Linked DNA regions of Capsicum annuum: region 2 is linked to region 1. Evidence: chromatin contacts called from public Hi-C data. All regions are on one chromosome and are shown on one strand. The core of a region is the stretch at or near the end of the contact, and the rest is flanking DNA. Distances in the headings are between cores, read along the strand shown.

What was found. A called contact is a pair of places that touch in the nucleus more often than the background predicts.
Region 2: a Hi-C map of bud shows a contact between it and region 1, with 3 times the contacts expected there. The contact joins the promoter of LOC107856879 here to the enhancer-like site in region 1. A contact is called at or near these places in 3 of 5 Hi-C or Micro-C datasets (bud, leaf and placenta).

The regions. Positions count from the first base shown.
Region 1 is chr9:154,675,269-154,678,464 of UCD10Xv1.1, reverse strand. It overlaps LOC107856873 (mRNA-capping enzyme), which reads right to left. Exons shown (of 11, transcript XM_047397051.1): 8 at 2,873-2,962; 9 at 2,615-2,699; 10 at 2,241-2,371; 11 at 1,467-2,163. The coding sequence ends at 2,026. Among protein-coding and RNA genes, the nearest start is that of LOC107856873, 23 kb to the right of the region's middle. Within about 2 kb of position 1,529, at least 4 of the 5 cell types and tissues checked have an H3K27ac peak or open chromatin away from gene starts, as enhancers often do. A contact at or near this core is called in bud and leaf, where this site is marked.
Region 2 is chr9:154,980,766-154,983,961 of UCD10Xv1.1, reverse strand. LOC107856879 reads right to left here and starts at 1,496. Exons shown (of 5, transcript XM_047397052.1): 1 at 884-1,496; 2 at 589-795. The coding sequence starts at 913.

The DNA of each region.
Region 1 (3,196 bases), core at 280-2,779:
AAATGAACTAACATCCAAAGGGGTATTTATGCGCCTAAATTTGAACAGTGAGGACACTAGTGAGCTAGATTTGTAACGGAGAGTATATCTAGACTTTTGTCCAAAGTTTAGAGTATATTTGACTTTTTTTTCCTTTTCTAAATAATATACAGAAGCATGAAAAAGGAGTGAATAATATGTTACAACTGTCAAATTATAGTATAATGTAAAAATTATCATCAGTCAAATTATAGTATAAGGCAAAAATATCTACATTACCAGTGTATATAAAGTAAGCACTTGTCTAATTGACCAATTTAGGCAGCAGAGTATTACCTCCATCAAGTTAGCACGCAGTCATCAAATTAAAGTAGTTCATATTAAACAACAACATACTTAAATATTGGTAACTTCACCACCACAAATGAACCTACACCAGCTTGAAGTAAACTTCAGACTATAGGAAGCATGACTATTGCTAACCACTTTGAAGTAGCCAACTTTGGGCTCACCATATGCGTCACACGGACATCTTTAAGAAGTCCTCCCCTTTCAATCTTAGCTTTGCACTATCTAGCTAATCAAGAGAAATAATCCTTGTGTATTCAATTCAGACAGGAAACATACTAAGGACTCATTTGGTAGAATGTATTATAAAAAATAATGCATATATTAGCTTTGTGCATTACTAATATTTTGTTTGGTACGCTTTTTCATCCCATGTATAACTAACATTAGTTAAACACTCTACTTGATATTAAGGTGTGCATAACTAAAACATGAAAATCCATAGTTTTAGTATGCAATGGATTCGAGTGCATGCATTAGCATGAAAAGACAAAATTGTCTCCCTTTCATATCCTTTACGGAGGGCATTTTTAAAAATAAATATTATTATTTTTTAAAAATTGTGCAATTCATGTTACTTTTAATGCATCCAACCAAACACTGCATAAAAAAAATGCAAGCATTACTACTATACCATATTTTTGTATTATTCTTATACAGCTTACCAAACGACCCCAAAAGGATTATATATGGCTTTAGCTTTCGCAGATAATTCACCATTTGGCGTCTTGCGTTTGGTGATACTTTCGGCATTTGATCGTAAAAGCTCCTGCCGAATTAAAAATACCATCACAGACTTCACTTCTCAAAAAGCCTCGTGAGCACCGCTGCGAGTAACGAAAGACACTGCCAATCCTAACAGCTACTTCAAAGCTGTGACTGAAGCTTATACCAAAGAGGCTGCATTAAGGAGTATTGCCTCCATTCATCGCTCCACTTTATAACTGCTTCCAGGTGAGTCCAACAACTTCAAGTGCTGTTTCCTAGAACTGTCTTCAACATGTGCGACAGAGGTTTGGTCTTACAGTAACTTTGGTTATTCCATTTTTTTATTACCCAAGAAATAAAAGCATACTGTTTTCTAGTATTCCAATGATGTGTACCAAAAAAATAAAATAATTTACCAGGCTACTAAATTGTGAAGACAGAAAACAAGAGTTAATATTTCATTTCAAGATTACAGCTCCTACATGTGACAATCACCGAACAGTATCCTTTTACCGCAACTTACAGTACAGGTATGAAATCACAAGGCTCCACTTTGAGCAATAAATTTGAAAGGAAGGAATAATGAGCAAACACGTTACCAATTGCGCTAATCTTTCCTAGAAATTTTTCCAAACACCACCTACACCTCCTATTCGATATTGCCTTCCCATACTTGTATCCATCTTTCAACTTGACAAAACAGAACATGAGAAGAAAAAGACCTCCCGAATGATAAATGACGACTGCAATGAACCTGCAGTCATTTCTAATTGACTAATAACCTCCTCCGTTGCCTCTCATCTCAATTCCCCAATGGTGGGGAGGGCAAAAAGAAGATATATCCCCATATTGTCACCCTCTCAACTTGGCAAATCAAATTTGAGAAGGAAACTACACCCAAATGATATGAATGACGACTGCAAAGAACCTGCAGTCATTTTTAACTAGAAAAATACACCCAAATGATGCGGCAACAAACAGAAAAATCCCTCACTGCCTTGTCCAGACATTTCTAATAGGCCTACTGTGACGCTTTACCCAGTCAGCATACATAGGTAGAGCTGCAATTTTATCAATCTCATTCAACAAGGCATCCTCTGTAAGATTGCCCTGAGTCTCGTGTTTTGCCTATCCATAAGATGTTTCTTGAGTCAATAATAGCCGGAAAAGCTGTAAATGAAGGATGATGTTGCTATATGACAAACCTCCTCATAGACACTTATAGAATCTGGGTTTGATTTGTCTGTTTGCATCTGCACAAAGATCCAAGCATCTTCATGAGAATTCCAGGAACACTCAATTATCCTACCCGAGTACAACGATAAATCAGTTTCATCTGCAGGAGAAAGCACCATTCAGGCCAAACTTGGTTTGAAGAAAACTTGAGGCGGCAGCCATATTATCTAAGCAACAAAATCTGCTAAACATTCCTAATAGAATTCAAGGGATAGTTCTTCATATTCTTACTGCCAGCTGGAACAGACGGCTTCGGAAATAAAGCAAAGAAGAGAAGAGATCTCTTTACCACTGGAAACTCATAGGACATAGAGTTCAGAGAGAGGAGGAAAAGAGCAGATACCTTTAAACATCACTCTGCAACCTTCAATTAGTTTATTGTTTCCATGTTCTTGCAGATAAAGCAACTTGCTACCTTCAACTCCCACCTGACAATGCCAACTTGTTAATCAGATTACCCTGGTACTAAAGTTATCAGTTATCACAACCATTTAGTGATGTTATCTCCTACTGCTATGTGCAGACAGGAAAAAGCTCGAGCATATATGCACTCATAATATACAGCAGTTTGGGATCTAAAGAAGACAGAAAATATAACCACCTCAAAGAGAAAATCAACAGTATTTGTTCTGGGATATTTCCATTTCAAACGGCCATCATGCTCCCGAGGCGCATAAGTTGCATTCCACGCCTGTATTGTAAACTATCAGGAGCCAGAAAAAAAGGTGCAAGCAATTTGCTGTTTAAAGAATATATTAACTTCAGAATTTACCAACCATAACAAAAAGAGTTGCTGGTCCTAACAACTTTACATTAAACAGAAAACACGCACAAACAGACACCTCAAGAGGGGGCAACAAGCATGTAAGTGAAGGTAACTACACTTAGTTGTGGTGGATGAAATTAGTTCTGTCAAATTAGACGT
Region 2 (3,196 bases), core at 247-2,746, 310 kb before region 1:
TTTCCCAGTTTTCCAGTAACCAATTTTTGAGAGAATTGGTTTTGTAGGTCACCAAAATTTTTCGTTTTATGGACTTCTAATAATAGTCACTTTCACACATAAGATCTGAAAAAGTCATTTTCTTTTATTCATTTTGTATGTGGCCAAGAGATCTCATTTCCTCCAAATTTTCACTAAGATGAGCTCCAAACTTTATTCTCTAGTTTCTTCCATCAAAATACACTTTCGAGTTTAAACAACATGATAAGCTCAGAAAAGGGCAACCCGCAAGAAAGAATAACACTAAAAACAGTTAAGCAATGCATAAAGCTTTTTTTTTTCTCCAATACACCCTCATAAATAGAACCTAATATGAAGAGTAAAGTGAGATCATTGCCTCATTTCTATTGTAAAATCAAAGAACAAAAACAAAATCAAATGTTTATCGGTTCCGCAGCGCAGATAACATACCCAGTTACTAGCCTTCCCCTGGATTATACCATCTTCCTAATAAAACTAAAAGTGGGAATCAGTTTTGGGGGGATTTTAACTTTAATTGAATAACATTTGTTTGAATATTAATGAAACGCAGACGGGAAGAAGTTGAACCTCATTAACTGGAGTGAACCAACGAAGGCCAAATCTGGGATTTGTTTTTGTGGGCTCATTCACTTCATTAAGCGAAGTGAGATAAGCAGTTTGGGAGACATTGAACTCCGCAGCAACAGATTGTAGCCATTTATCATCTTTCTCTTCCTCCAGCACACATACAGCAGCCGGGTTCCCTTTAAATGCTGTATCAGTGAAGGCATCCACCTGAGTAAGTTGAAAAAAAAATGCAATTAATTATTTGCTAATTGAATAATGAAAATAGTAGTACTCAATGGGGATTAAGAGAGATTACCACAACGTATTTCACCAGCTTCTTGGCCATTGTACAAAGCAAACAAAGATTAGTCAAGAATTGTAATTAGTAGCCTGGTATTAGCAATGACATATAGAGGATATTACAGTCAATAAAGCAGCTATTGGGTCACTTGGTCAATGGGTGGGTCGGTGGTTCTTGGGGATCAAGTTACCAAATTATCAATTTGTAATTGCCAACCTTTTCTTTGTTGTTGTTTCTTCTTGACTAATGTATTAGTCTTCGTTGGCGTCTCGGTAATTTAATCTTTTTGGAATCTATAGTGTAAGTTAATCTGATTACATCATCGTCATTTTGAACAAATACTGATCTCATTTTGGTACTAATACATTTGCTGGTTTACAAAATATACATAATGAAACAGGACATACAAATAGTAACTACTGGTCAATGAAACAACCTTTTGATCGCCTTTTGCTTGACCGCTTAATATACATCATCTTCATATTTGTTTAATTCCATCTGTGCTGATCTGTATCCACAAGCACAGTAATACGTACCAGAGGAATGTTTCTACGTGCTCACAAAGCCAACTTTGAGTAACCAAGATTTACATCTTTATTACCATCATTTACTCTATACTATCTTAATTCCTATAATTGGGACGTTGGCAGACATCACCTTTGACATATAAATATATCATCTTATGTTTTTGGTTGAGATTAAAAATATATAGTCATTCTTCTTCTTCCTCCTCATTTTATCTAGCGGGGTTTTCAATTTTATTGAATCTCTATTGGTTTATGCTAGGCTCCTAGTTTATATTAGAAGAGTTCGTTAAACCCTGAGGATACACCTATATTAGGTGAATTTTATTGAATCTTTGTTAGTTTATGACTCCTAATTTATATTCAAAGAGTTTGTTAAATCCTAGAGATATACTTATACCGGTGAAATATCTTAGGAACAGTGTCCGTCATGCCTCAAACTATGTAGTGTTCATGAAAAATATATTTTACTAAGATTTTCAACACCAAGTTTGATGCGCATTAAAATTGAGACATTTTAATCTATAATATATTAAGACTTAAGTCATCGTCAGACCCTCAAACTTGTCCCGAAAATTCACTTAGACCTCTCAACTAAGGTCTGTACCTATCAGGTCCTCAACTGCTAAAATTGATACCTATCAGGCACAAATTGCTGATTTGGCAAGGAAAGTGTTTAGGCGCGTGAATATAAGAGCAAAAATTATTTTACTTTTTTTAATTAAAAAATCTATACTTTAATTATTTTATTAATATAATTTTATAATAACAATAATTTTTTATTTTTTTTTTAAAAAGAAAAGCACCCCCACCACCCCACCCCCAAGCCGTTGTCTTCACCAAGCATACCCACCCCCAAGCCGAGAAAATGAAAATGGTCACGGAAATTACCTTCAAAGCTATGGCAAAGTCATTGAAGTTGGAAGAATATTGCTTCTTGAAACACATATTTTGTTTAAAAATTTTGAAAACAAAATGGAAAATGAATCTAAAATGGAAGTGAGGGTGAAATGAAGAACTCATAGCAGCCATGGGAGTGAGGGGGAAATGGAAAATGCTGCAAAACAAGAAAATGGGTAAAAATAATTTTCCGACAAAACTCCATGTTTTTCGATAAGCTTAGTATGAATTTGAAATTACTTTCTTTGAAATTATTAAAGAATTCAAAGTAAGAAAGTGTGTCATAAAAGTTTATATTTAAAATTAATTTGAAAAAAATTGAGTGGTGTGATTAGGAGAAAAGAATAACAAAGGCAAAAAATGAAGAAGAAAATGGGGAAGAAGATGAAGAGAGCGTGGGGGCGGGGGCGGGTAGGGGGGGTATGACATTTATTTTATTTTATTTTTTTAAAAAATTATAATTATTTTTTAATAATTATTTGGGCCCTCAATGCCACATATCATCATTTAATTGGTCGTTTTTGCCATGTCATGGCAAGTGTAATACACATTCACATTTGTTGCTAATTAACAAAATGTGCCTAATAGGAATAATTTTCTATACAGTATAAGAGTTCAAAAGATATAGGCCTTAGTTGAGGGGTCTAACTGAATTTTCAGGACAAATTTGAGGGTCTGTTGATGACTTAAGCTTATATTAAATGTGTGAAGACCCTTAGAAAAGTGATTTAAATTTTTTACCCTTCATTAAAATCTCCTTAACAGACAAAATTATCCTTTCACTACTTTTTTCAAATTATTATTTAATTTTATTATGTTAACTAATTTAATTTATGAGTCCTTTTAAATGTAGGATTTATTAGGAATAAAATTAGTTTAGGTATAAAATTCATGTAATATTCTT